Regions from separate parts of the Rattus norvegicus genome. Here region 1 is linked to region 2. A link is a contact called in public Hi-C data. All regions are on one chromosome and are shown on one strand. The core of a region is the stretch at or near the end of the contact, and the rest is flanking DNA. Distances in the headings are between cores, read along the strand shown. Region 1 overlaps Gsap (gamma-secretase activating protein). Region 2 holds the start of Fbxl13 (F-box and leucine-rich repeat protein 13).

Region 1 (6,999 bases), core at 4,441-6,940, 420 kb after region 2:
TTCTGTTTTGTTTTCCGTCAAAGTGACCCAAGCGAGAGTCACCTATTGGCAGCCTGTGGGCATTTTCTTGATTGATGATTGGCATGGAAGGGTCCAGGCCACTGTGAGTGCTGTGGTCTCTGGGCAGGTAGTCTGGGGGGCCCAGAAGAAAGCAGACTGAGAGAACTGGGCAAGAGAGGGAGCCAGCCAGTAAATGCTGTTCCTCCACAGCCTCTGCTTCAGGTTCTGCCTCCAGGTTCCTGCTTTGAGTTCTTGCCATGGTCTATGATGGACTATAACTGTGCTCACTAAAACTGTGCAACTCACTATAACTGTGTGCTCCTATAACTGTGTGTCCCTATAACTGTGTGTCCCTATAACTGTGTGCTCCTATAACTGTGTGCCCCTATAACTGTGTGCCCCTATAACTGTGTGCTCCTATAACTGTGTGCTCCTATAACTGTGTGCCCCTATAACTGTGTGCCCCTATAACTGTGTGCTCCTATAACTGTGTGCTCCTATAACTGTGTGCCCCTATAACTGTGTGCCCCTATAACTGTGTGCTCCTATAACTGTGTGCTCCTATAACTGTGTGCTCCTATAACTGTGTGCCCCTATAACTGTGTGCCCCTATAACTGTGTGCTCCTATAACTGTGTGCTCCTATAACTGTGTGCCCCTATAACTGTGTGTCCCTATAACTGTGTGCTCCTATAACTGTGTGACCCTATAACTGTGTGCTCCTATAACTGTCCCTTGCTATAACTGTGAGCCTACTATTGTGTGCTCCCTCTAAGTGTGCACTCACTGTAACTGTGTGCATGCTATGACTTCGAGCTGTAACTGTGAGCTTACTGTAACTGTGTGCTCGCTATAACTGAGCTTGCTATATCTGTGCATTCAAGTAAACCTTTTCCTCCTAGGTGGCTTTCAGCCATAGTATTTGTCATAATGCAAAACTTAACTAGGGAAATGCATATATGAAATTTTTTGAATAGTAAATTTAAAAGGGGGGATAAGTTAAGAATAAGTGAGAGCTTAAATATACTTCAATCACACACACGCTCACACACACACACACACACACACACACACAATGCTCTAATATTAAACAAAAACGTAGCAGAAGTGTTATTATTGAAAGGGCAACAATGGTTTCACATAGATTTTGGAGGCTCAATAAAGCAAGTTATGTGGTATTGTATATTTAGAAACCTGAAAGGCCTACATGGCTACTGCCCCTTCTCTCAGAAATGAAAAATCTCAGACCCTTAAACTGAGATATATTCCCAGAGTAGCTGGGAATGCTGGGATCAGGTCCCACTCCTTAACTTTTCTGTGGTAACTCCTGGCCTTTATTTATAGTAAACCTATCTTACCTGTCCCTTCTCCCTAGTTCGTAATAATAATAATAACAACAATAATTATTATTGTTATTATTATTATTTAAAGCAATAATTATTCTTATTCTTCGGTGTCACCATCCTAATCATTAGATCAATACTTCAGTCTTATCTCTACAGCCCTTTTGGTTTCCTTACATTGGCTATAAAATCGAAGTGCCCAAATCAGAAAATTAGCTGGTGTTGTGGTGCCATCTAGTGGCCTGTTTGGTTAAAGGCAAGCTTGCTTTGCCACAGCAATCCACCTTGGGATTTGCCCAGAGAGAGAAGGACCAATACGAAGCTCTTTGGCTTCTCTTTTTTTCTTCTCCTCCCCCTCCCTCTCCCCCTCTCCCGCCCCCTTCCCTCCTCCTCCTCCTCTTCCTCCTCCTCCTCTCCCTCTCCCTCTCCCTCTCCCTCTCCCTCTCCCTCTCCCTCTCCCTCTCCCTCTCCTTCTCTTTATTTAGAAAAATCTTTGAGGGCAGTAAGATGGCTCAGTGGGTTAGCTTGCTGACCTGAGTTCTATCTCTGAGCCCGACAGGGTGGAGAGAGAAGATCAACTCCCACAAGCCCACGCAGACGAGCCCACACACACAAATTAATAAATAAATACATTTTAAAGCTTGTTTTCTAATCATAGTCTTGAGTTAACTAAGAATAACAGAAAAAAACTGTGAGCGTGACCACCCTTGAAGGGCGCTAGAGCGCCGGGGTGAGATAGAGTGCACGCACACAAGGATATTCCTGGGGCATTGTTTACATAGCTTGTACTAGACCACCGAATAAAAAGATGTTGAATCCCTGTTCTCCTGAATGACAGCATTCCCCCTTAGAGGGAGGATGGAGGCTCAATGCCTCAGGAAGCTAACAAGACTGGGAAAGCCCTTCTTATAATTATGCATAATTAAGCAGTTACTGAGGAAGAAGAGACTCATCTAGAGAGCTACTGACACCACTGCCCAGGGATTACCCATGAACCTGTAAGCAGCTTCTCATCCAAGTGCCTACAGGTGATCCAATAAAAGAATTGGTTCACCAAGCTATGCTTGGGTAGAATTATTTCTTATCTAAAGGAATAAAGCCCCATCTGAAATGAGCAGACATTTATCTGTGCCTATCCAGGAAAAGTCACCCAACAGAAGACAAAAATCTGCATTTAAAACAAAACAAAAATGAAAACTTAGTAAGAAATAGCGCTAATCAAATAACAGAGGATTTCTGCTGGCCTATTGTAGCCTCCATGTTCTCTTACTGTTGGCAAATGCATGAGCACAGGGTTGGCAAGGCGATGTTTAATCTGCCAACACTCAGAGATGACTGTAAACCGAAAGGCCTGTTTGGAAGACACAAGGCCCAGGGAAATAGAACAAAATGAAGGATGAAGACAGTGTGTTCAACCGGACGCTTGGCGAGTAAACAAAGCCCGAGAGCCCAGAACGCAGACTGTGGGTTTGGATCAGCTTTGGAAAGGCGAGAGAAGATGAGTAGGCCTTTGTTGTCTGTGCTGGACAGCAGCCTCTCGCTTGTTTTCCAGCCTCAGCAGCCCTTTAGAAGAAACCCTGACATCTGCTTGAACTGAATGGTTTTGGGGAGTGGTCTTGGCAGAAACAGGAGATGGGTTAGAGAATGACAATCTGGGAGGAATCCCAGAGCCTAAGTGAGTGCCAACCTGTGTGTTGGTCCAGAGAATATAGTGTTTGTTTTAATTTTATTTTACCTTTAAAAGGTGTTAGATGCTTTACCTTGAAGAAAGAGAAGAAAATAGAATGTGGACATCCCCACCCAATCAGCCCAGCTCAGTATCACACGTGGTGTTTGGGCATGGTGGGGGGACTCAACTGACACTTGACTAAAGGAGAGTTGGGGGTGGGGAGAGCTCCAAATCTGTCCCCAGGAAGGACAATGCAAAATGACAACCAGACTTCTTGAGATGCAGTCACCACCTGCTGGAAAAGTAGAGCCCTTCGTTTATTTTGAGACTGTCTCTCTGTGTGGCCCTGACTAGCCTGGTACTCTCTTTGTTGACCAGGTTGGCCTCAAACTCGGAGTTGAACCTCCTGAGTGCTGGGATTCGATGTATACACTACCATGGCTAGTTCCTGGTGTACTTTTTAAAATACAAAAATGAGGACTAACTAGAGAGATGTCTCAACAGTTAAGAAAACTTGCTGGTCTTACAGAATGCCTGGGTTTAGCATCCACAGGGGACAATTCTATACCGCTCCAGCTCCAGGGATCCAAGGGGCATCTACAGGCACCTGCATACATATAGTGTACATACAAACATACAGGCACATGCAGATACACATGAATACGTCTTTAAAAATATACAAAAGAGCGCTATGAACAAAGTATCTACAAGCTTAGCTAGTCCTTGCTCGAGGGTCTGGTTTAAGAAGTAATCAGACTCTCAAGGAATGGCCAAACAGCATGTTTTCCCCCTGCACAAAGCGGAGTTTTTACATTTTAACTTTGGAAGAAAATCATTCCCATCTCTTCTTCAAAAATCACCTCGCTTTGTTTCTGAAGAGGCCATAAAGCAATCACCACATGCAACTAATCACAACGATCGATGACACGAAAGGGCCAGTTACACTGAGGGAAGCTTCCCAGTTGGGATTTGGATTGCCAATTGATCCAGAAACAGAACCTGTGGTACGGGCTCATCTGCAAGTAGCTACCAGCAATGAACACCTGCCTCCGTTTCTCAAAGACCCTCCGGCTTTGGTCCTACTTCTGCTGATCAGTCAGCATCTTAGGGGAGGGGGCCCAGCCTGAGGGACCCCGCTCCTCTCTGTGCCAGGACCCAGGGAGCAAAGCTGAGACATCACCCTTCCTGGGATGCTCAGTGGCTCACATCTCAGGAACGACTTCTGCTTGCTGTCCAAAGAAATCCAGCGATGTGTGCATCATGTCCGATACACATAAAATGCAACAGCAAATGTCTTTGTGGACAGAAGATCGAAAGGCAGCATCCTAAACTAAGAGCGCTGGGTGGGAGTATCCCCACATGTGGCAAACAGCTGGAACTCCTGGGGCTGAACACTAAGACGGCTGCAAGCACACGGCTCTTCTTCAAGGAATATATATATATATATATATATATATATATATATATATATATATTCTCAGGAATATAAATAAGCTGCCCCCTGCTCCAGTATCTGGCAAAATCCCACTTCTTTGACCCACCTGGGGAGTTTTTTCAGCCATTCTGTTCTGTTTTTAATAGGCTGGGCAGTTTGAAATATAATTGATAATTATGACCACCTTCCTCAACTTTGCTTTCTTGAAGCCTAGCTGATAAGGAACAGAAATAATAATTTTCTAGCTGGGTTTGGCTCTCGGTTTTATAGCTAGCAGGTAGGTAGTCTGGCTATCCAATCTCTACAGAAATGGCAAGAATTCGTTCACTACCCTGAGCCTCTATGAAGAGTAAATAACGCTCATGGTATCATAAAATTATGTTCACAACAACATTCATTGAACTCAATTACACTCCCGCTGCCAGGACACATATGCAATCCAAACTTTGGAAAATCGTAATCCCTCCCCCCATCCCAGAACCAGCTTGGAACAGTGCTTCGTTTTCACCAATAAAAGCAATAATTCTAAAGACTCAATGTAACAGTGAGTTGTTACATTGTGGTTGTGCCAGTATTTCAGAATGCCAGCAAATGACGGTATCTGTCTACACTAAGGGGCTCCAATGAGAATTAGTACCTTTTGTGCTTCACCAAGCAACGGATTACACTTTTGCTCTGTCTAGTTAAAGCAGCTTTCAAACACTTCGAATGGAGAAGTATATAAGCAAAGTCTGGGTGAACCACTCAGGTGGCAAGCACCTTGTATTCAGACACTCAGGTGCCCTGCATCCAAGAGACGGCAGGGTTCACAGCACATGCCCTAAGCAGGCGTACTTCACGTCTCCCCAGCCTTCTCAGTTTCCAGTCAGGTTTCAGTAATCACTGGATATGTGATTAAATATATTAATAATGTCTGATTTGGAGCCAGACATGTGGCACACACTTGGAATCTCAGTCCTTGGGAGGCTGAGGAAGGAAAAGACGGAAGGAAGGAAGGAAGGAAGGAAGGAAGGAAGGAAGGAAGGAAGGAAGGAAGGAAGGGAGGGAGGGAGGGAGGGAGGAAGAAGAGAGAGATTGAGTTAGAGAGAGAGGCAGAGAGAAACTGGGAGAGAGAGAGAGAGAACGAACTACTTTGGTAAAACTGCCCAGTCCTCTGCTTGAAGCACACTCTCGCCTTTACTCCTATAGTTGAGTAAGCCATCGCTTCCCTCCTTGGTTTCCTGTGGTTAAATAGTTTTAGTGGTTTCTCTTCTCAGTATAAAAGTAGGTGCTATTTTTAGCCTTTTACTCAAGTTGCTGCTTCCCCAGAGCAGCACGTAGTTTACCAAGGATCAAAGCCCTCCTAAAGAAGGTCAGTCTTGACATTTCTATAAACCATGGGCCTTGTTCCCATATGGTAGCTTTTTTAAAAAAAACAGAGCTTTTTAATATTTTTAGAGACGTACATAAACGTTTGCCTGCAGGTATATAATTACATATGTAGCACAGAGATGTCTTCTACCTGTACAGACCAGAAGAAGATGTCGGATCCTTAGAACTGGAGTTACAGACAGTTGGGAAACACCATATGGGTACTGGGACTGAACCCAGGTCTTAAGAAAAACAACAAGCCATCTCTCTAGCTGCCTCCCCATGACATGTTTTTTTAAGATTATTTAATAAACCATTTACAAGGAAGAAGCTTTGTGTCTTTCAGGTGATGGTTTAATTATAAAAATAACAGGTGGACAAGCCCAAATCATAGCCCATTCTGCTCCTTCAATGACACCATCAACTGATGGCTCATAAAAGACAAACATCTGCTCTTGAAACTGGGACAGCCCAGTAAGATGTGGGTAAATTCAGTGTCTGTCAAGTGTCCATTTCTTTTTTTTTTTTTTTCTTTTTTTCGGAGCTGGGGACCGAACCCAGGGCCTTGCGCTTGCTAGGCAAGCGCTCTACCACTGAGCTAAATCCCCAACCCCAAGTGTCCATTTCTTAGACAATCATGTCTTCCTTGTCACATCATGAGGTAGGATGGATTGAGTTGGGTTTCAGGGATCTTTAAAAAAATGATGACCAATCCAAACCATAAAGCCATAGTTGTCACCTCCTAAAGCCATCACACTGTGGATCAGGAACTACACATTCAAATCCAAGGGGACACATCTGGGCTACAACCCTAGACTACGTACATGTCACGGTGGGAGGGGACATCTCATCGTGTTGCCCTCCCTTCCTTGACTTTGGCAAGAGAGAGGAAGTATAGTCAGAGGACACTTAAAACTAGTCAATAATGGAGAGGGGCTGGAGAGATGGCTCAGTGGTTAAGGGCACTGACTGCTCTTCCAGAGGTCCTGAGTTCAAATCCCAGCAACTACATGGTGGCTCACAACCATCTGTAATGGGATCTGATGCCCTCTTCTGGTGTATCTGAAGACAGCTACAGTGTATTCACATAAATTAAATAAATCTTTTAAAAAAAAAGTCAATAACAATATCGTGAACCAATAGTGAACTGGCTTCTAATAAGTCAATTAGGACAAAAGACAAAAAGGGCCTTCTCGTTATCCT
Region 2 (6,790 bases), core at 576-3,075:
AAGGGGTTGGGGGGAGTAAAAACCTACAAATCAGGCTTTGGAGGGGCAAATGCTCATTTTCAAAAACTGCTTTCCTCTGACCAGAGGAAAAGGTGCTGTGCAGACCTTTCTTACAGCATTTCCTGAAGGAAATGGAAGGCTGGAATATAAACCCACCATTCTTCCTGGTCCCTTCCAGGAAGTGCAAAGTTTGAAAAGTAAATGCTAGGTGTACAACCCAAAGACATGTTTTCTATCTGCCTTTAATGGTGCCTTATTTTCATTCTAGGGAAAGGCAATTAGGTCCTACCAATAACTGCTTGAACTCTCCGTGTGGAAAATGGTATATTTGAGTCCACTTGTTTTAAAGGCAAACTACTGTTTATTTTGCATAGACCCTGGTACAGGGAAATGAGAATTCTGTCTTTGGAATAACATTAGTAGATAAAATGTTTTATCTACTAATTTATTAGTAGTAAAATGTTTTAATGATTACTCAATTTAAAAACAAATACAAATGGGGGTTGGGGATTTTGCTCAGTGGTCGAACGCTTGCTAGGCAAGGCCCTGGGTTCGGACTCCAGCTCCGGGGGAAAAAAAAAAAAGACAAAAGAAACAAATACATTTCTCTGCCTTTGAGGAAAGCAGGTTTTGGTCGGCAGACCAAATAGTTTTCCCAACAGTTTTCACGACCTAAACGATCCTTTCAGAAGGTGTGTCTCCTGTAGGCTGAGGTTCTTTATTTCCAACACACACACCCATGTTGCAGGGATGCTACGGATGACTTAAAGGTACTAGCACCTAAGACAGGTGCTGGCAGAATTGCACCTCAGGGATCCTTTCTTCATAAAGCAGCGAGCAGAGTTTCAACCTGGACTTGAGGCCCCTAAGAACGTTCTCACACAGTAAGGGACACCTCTTTGGTAACAACACAAAGGCCCAAACTTTAAAATGAGAAGCAATCTATTTAGCTTGGAGAAACCTCAGCTCTCCGCTGTGAAGCCGGAGGGAAGTAATAGGGCACTTCGGGCGATGTTTTCAGTCCTTATTTTAAACAAAGAAGTGGGAGCAGGGAAGCGGCTCAGGACCCACCCAAGGCAACTTGGGCTTCCAGACTGTCTACCTCTAGCCTTCCTCCCCATGCAGTCGCGAGTGTCTAAGGCACCTCTGATCTAGCCTGTCCAGAGGTGGTTCCCGAACCTCGAACCAGTCCACATGCCGGGCAGCCCATCGCCTCACCTGCGGACCGCGAAGGGCGCAGTCGGCGCCCGCCTCGCCGCGGTCCCCGAGTCAGCCGGTAGATACAGTAGCAGGCGCCAGCGCCCAGGACTAGCCCGGCTGCCACCCAGCCCACGTCCCGCGCGCCGCCCATACTGCTGCCACCGAGCTGCAGGGAGCCGGGGTGCCAGGGCCACACGCAGGTGCAGCTGGGCCAGAACCAGCCCAGAGAAAGGAAATGGGGTTGGAGCTCCGCCTTCCGGAAGCCGCCCTGCTGAGGTCGGAAGCCCTCCCACTCTGCTCGTTGCCCTCCCTAGTGCTTGCATCTTTTTCCTGGATCAAGTGGGGGACCGCCCTGCTTGAGTCCCGCCCCCTAGCTCCGCCCCAATACTTTCCAGTCCAGCTATGCCCCGCCTCCCACTTTACTTCGCCCCGCGGGTCCTGTCCTGCCCCTGCCCCTCCCAGCGCTGCCCGCTCCTCCCCGTTCTGTCCGCCCCTCCCCATTCCCCCTGCCCTTCCCCCCCAGGTTCTTTCTTCATCTCCGGATTGGCTGAGACTGTTTGGCTCCTCCTTGGTTGCCAGGCAACGCACCGACGCGTCCCTCCGCTGCAGCGTGGAGCAGTAACCAACAAAACGCAGTAGTTTCTCAGTCCTGCTTCTGACTATGGCTTCACTACGCAACGCCCCCCCCAGGCTAAGGAACTACTTCAAGGACAACTACATTCCTCAAATCTGTGAGGTATTGGAGCTACATAGCCTCTCACACAGAGGGCAAGGGAAGAGACCGGGAGAGGCAAGGAGATTCCCAGAGCTGGAGATAGGAAATAGAGGATGGGGGAGTTGAAGTCTATTTGGGGTAGGTTAGAGAACACCGAAGGGTGACAGTGGCTAAAGCAGGGGCGGAGATGACAAAGGAAGGGGAGGGGGAGGGGGAAAGTGACAATCTCCAGGGGGAAAGAGCACAAGGCCTGGGTTGGAGACCTCAAGTGTCAAGTACTAAGTGCTATTAGGAAGAGAGACGAACAAGAAGTGAGTGGTGAGCCACTTGAAGACAAAAGACTGCAGGGGTTCTGGGTATAAGCATTTCCTCGCTCGTTGTTAGCAGGAGACACAACCTCACAATATACCTTTTTAGAGATCGCCACGCAGGCAACACCCGAGGTGTTGGTTTTAACAAAGACATGAGTTTCGGTGCCAACCTATATAAAGATAAGTTGGTTTCATTAAACTCAGAAACATGTGCTCCAGTAGATAGAGTAGAACACACCTGATCAAGACAATTGTGGACTTCTGAAGGGAGAGTCCAGCTTATGTCTTCACAATGCAGATATAGGTTTCTTTTTTCTTTTTCTTGTGGCTTTCAAGGTTACCTTTCTAAATGTTGCCAAGAAGCCACTACCTCTTTTCTTCTTCTTTTTCTTTTTCTTAAGTAATTCATTCACTTTACATCCCGAACAAAGCCCACCCCCCCTACTTTTCTCTCAGTCTTGTCCTTACAAATCCCTCCCCCAACACTCCCTCCCCTTATCAGAGGAGAACGGGAAGACTTCTCCTCTGATAACTTGGGACATCTAGTCCCAATAGGATTAATACTCCTTTTTTTAAAAAAAAAAAACTGATATCACCCAAGAGTATAGTTTGTAACAAGGTTAGATTAAAAATTGAAGTTTCTTTTTCATTCAGTAACTAAAGTTGTATAGTGGATTTATGAGCAACTTCATTTAGTCCTGAGAGTGGGTAGGCCAGGAATTCAAGGTTATGTGTTGTTTTGACTTATGTCAGCACACCCTAATTACTGGTCTTGTCATCCTTGATTGATTGAGGTGTCTGGGGATACAGCAACTAGCCCCAAGTGAGAGCAGTTTAGTTACTGTCCATTAGGTCCTTATTTAGCAGACTTAAGTCCTTTTTGGTCAGTGAAAGGCTTCCTCTCTACCCTGTGCTTCCAGTCACTATAATCCCCTTTCTGCCCTGCCTCAGGAGGACAGTATGGTATTGAAAACCAGGTTTTATACTCCCAGGAGCTGAGCAATCGCTGGTGACTCCCATTCGCCTGCACATTGGTGTATGTTGTGTGGTGATGCTGTCAGAGTTCTGAGCACATCGCTTCTCGGCCTTTTGGCTAAGATCAAGTGCAGAGTTCTGAGCACGTGCTGTGATGGGGAGAATGAAGGAGTTCTAGGGGAGGAGAGAAGTGTGCAATTCAATTTTCAGGGAAAGTGGGTACAGCTCTTAGTTTTAGGATGGTTTTGCGCCGTGATTTTTATCCAGAGGATTTTATCCAATCACCTCTGCTCACACATTAACAGCAGGTGCAAGACAGGCCTTGAGCGCACTCTCACTTTCCCTCAGAGCCCAGTAAGGTGGCTTCTGTTCTGCCAGGTCTCTCTGCATGTACATGTCTGATTCAAATCCCTGAGACCTTTGCTCTTGTAAAAGCCACCTGCAAACACGTGAAGCACATATTTTATCAAAGACAGCTATGCGTGTTTGACCTCTTCTGAACATAACCCGTGTGCTCTGAGTAAACCTAGTTGTTCCTCCACAACGCCGTTTCCCTACAGACTTGTGTACACTCTGATTAAGGAACACCCAAACCAAAGCCTGCATGCCAGTGGTAGGTGTAGTTTTCCTTGCCAGGGAGACTGAAGCTGAGACTTGCTTGAGCCCAGGCATAGGAATGGTAACACCCAAAAATAAAAATAAAAAAAAAAAAACAGAACCAAAAAACAAACAAAACAAAACCCCAGCACCAAACTAAAACAACAAACACTTGCCTGAATTACTAAGCTTATTGAATCTGCTGATTGATATTTAATTTTCATTAGTTTTGGAATTGCTTAAATCTATTATTTTTACCCAATTTTTTCTCCTGTAGAAGCCCAAGCATGACTATAATAAGATTTTACCTTGACCTCTGTTTTAGCTTTGTCCTGTTAATTCGCTTTTGTGTTCTGGGTGCTATTTTGGATATTTTCCATTGACTGATAATTTTCATAGATTGCTAAATTTGCTAATTTTGCTTTATGTTGCATCTCATCACATCCGTTGGATGCATTAAATGAAATCTTAACTGTAAACAATGCATTTTTTCAGTCCCGGAATGCCCATTGGTTCCTTTTAATGCATTCCACCTTTTAGAATTACGAAGTTTTTTTCCCCTCTGTTTTGCTAGAATTTCTTGTTTTCTAACTTGTTAACGATTGTTCTGTAAAAATCACTGTCTGGGAAGCTGGTGACACATGTCTATAATCCCAGGCCTTAGGAAGCTAGGACAAGAGGTTTGCTTTGAGGTCAGGCTGGGCTACATATCAAGTTCAAGAAACTTAGTAAGAGAGCCTGTCTAAAACAAAAACAAGAAGAAACACTGGTTCCCTCAATATCTGGATTGTTTTTTGGGTCTGTTGTTTGTTGTTTCTCTTCTCCCGGTGTTTATCAGATTTCCTCACCTCTACATATTGAGTGATTTGTTTTGTTGACTGTCGAGTAAAGAGAACAGTAGACATTTTCCACAGTGCATTCTTCAGCAGAGAAGTCCCACCTTTCCTCACTCCAGAGGGAAGAGCTGACCTCGATCCAGGCCGATGAGGCTGGGTTGATGCTATGCTGCACAATTCCTCCCCCTTTCCCTGTGAATATCCTCTTAGAGTTGTGCCAGCTGGCTCCCAGCTTCCTTCAGGAACACCCTAGACCCAAGCATACTTGTTATTGAACAAATGGCCACAAAAGCTGGCCAGTTTTCTTTCTACTAGAGGTAGAGTATCCCCTGCCAGGGGTCCAGCCCAGTCTTCATGCTAGAGCCAGAGCTAGGACAAGGGCTGAGCTTTGTCAGTCATGGAAGATTCTTTCTCCCTTGGAATTTGACTACTCTCCAGTGTCTTACACGTATTTGCCCTAGGATGAGCACGCCCATGTGGGCACCAGTGATCAACCCTGGGCACCTTAGGTCAGTTACTCTCCTGAAAGGTGTTCTCTGACCTCCACGCATGGGGACATAGTAAATCAGTGAGCCAGTCAATCAACAAATAAATAGATGTTAAAAGCATAAAGATAAAAAGTAATATTATTTTGTTAGGAAATAATCTTTCCCTGTTTTTGTCTCAGTTCATGTGATTGTGTTCACGGCAAGCCAGCCCTTCCCATCACTAGAATCTAATGAGTTGTTCTTGCCATCTAAGTATGCTGTCTACACAAAAGATATGAACACAAAAAGTAGCCTCCTTTAAAGAAAGAACTTGGAACTAAGTATTTTAAAATAATTTTTTTGGAGGTATGCGTTTATGTGTATGAGGGTCTCTTTGTTCTTTGATGCCAGATTGGTTGGTCCTTGAGTTTCAGGGAGTCTCCTGTCTCTACTCCCCCCAGTCCCAGGGCTGCTGGGATTAGAGTTGTATGCTATTGAACCTGGCTTTATGTGGGTCCTGGGGATTCAGAGTCAGGGCCTCAAGCTTGTGAGGTAAGTCCTTTACTAGCTGAGCTATCTCCTCAATTCAGAGTTAGATATTTTTAAGTGTTTATTTTCTATTTTAAATAAATGAAGTAAGTGGTCAGATACTCAGAAAATTGACAACAAATGATTACTGTGGATAAATTATTTTATGGTTCAGGAACTCCAAATTAAAAAAAAATACACAATGGCAACACCGAGGAGATGTGCCCACCAAGGATTGTAGGAAACACGAGTACTGGCGTTTCCTCTGATTCACTATAGTCATCTCTTCTCTCAGAATGCGGACACCACTGTGCACACTGCAAATATCTCACCCTCTGTTCTTTCGAGGTGTTTCTGAAATGCATTTAAATTTTTAAACAAATTATTAAAGTAGGAGCCCATGCAACGAATGCTAAGTTGGTAGGATTTGGGTACATTAAAAAAAATTAGACATGAATATGTATAATATTCTCAAATTTCTACTTGGCAGAACTGGGTACGCTACCTACTAACACACATGCCTGCTCCAGAGAGATCAAAGATGAACCATGTATTTATGGCTTCAGTGACTACAGAATTACAAAACAAATAAACCTAGCAATTGTATCAGAGTAAGAAACTTCGTTTCAGACCGTGAGGTTGATTTCCGCTTAAGGGCTAGGGAAATGATAAGAGTGTGCAAAGCTGGCTCTTCCCAGCAGAGGGCGAGCTTCAGTCACGAGTCACGACTGTAAAGCCATTTGAATTATATATATGTACATATATATAATTATATTCATATATATGTATAAATATGAAGTTTTTAATGGCTTATATTTCTTTTAAGATTTAATTGTCAATTTGTACTTGAAAAACACATTTATTTATAAGCCGCATAGATTTCATTATTGTTGATTGTTTTAAGGGCAGACACCCCCATTCAGAGCCTGGCTCACATGTGGCCCATACATATACAGCCACCAAACTAGATAAGATGGATGAAGTAAAGAAATGTGGGCTGACAGGAAGCGGATGTAGAAAAAAAAAAGGGCAGACACTTGTCAGAGGTGCACAAGAGAGGCACAGTGATTTGCACTGTCTTTCAAGTTACATGAAAGGGTAAGAAAGGAAATACAATACAGTTAGGCACCTCCCCTCACATTAAGGCCACCCAGTAGGAGG

The links. Hi-C and Micro-C count contacts between places; a contact is called where the count stands out from the background.
Region 1: a contact with region 2 is called in a Hi-C map of the A7r5 cell line, with 7 times the contacts expected there. The contact joins the enhancer-like site here to the promoter of Fbxl13 in region 2. A contact is called at or near these places in 10 of 12 Hi-C or Micro-C datasets (the A7r5 cell line, Schwann cells, frontal cortex and 6 more).

Annotation. Positions count from the first base shown.
Region 1 is chr4:14,725,116-14,732,114 of GRCr8, forward strand. All of the region lies in intron 19 of Gsap (gamma-secretase activating protein), which reads right to left. Among named protein-coding and RNA genes, the nearest start is that of Gsap, 71 kb to the right of the region's middle. Within about 2 kb of position 5,691, at least 3 of the 93 cell types and tissues checked have an H3K27ac peak or open chromatin away from gene starts, as enhancers often do. A contact at or near this core is called in the A7r5 cell line, where this site is marked.
Region 2 is chr4:14,305,306-14,312,095 of GRCr8, forward strand. Fbxl13 (F-box and leucine-rich repeat protein 13) reads left to right here and starts at 1,826. Exons shown (of 18, transcript NM_001103355.1): 1 at 1,826-1,936. The coding sequence starts at 1,862. Armc10 (armadillo repeat containing 10) reads right to left here and starts at 1,494. Exons shown (of 6, transcript NM_001106576.2): 1 at 1,219-1,494. The coding sequence starts at 1,351.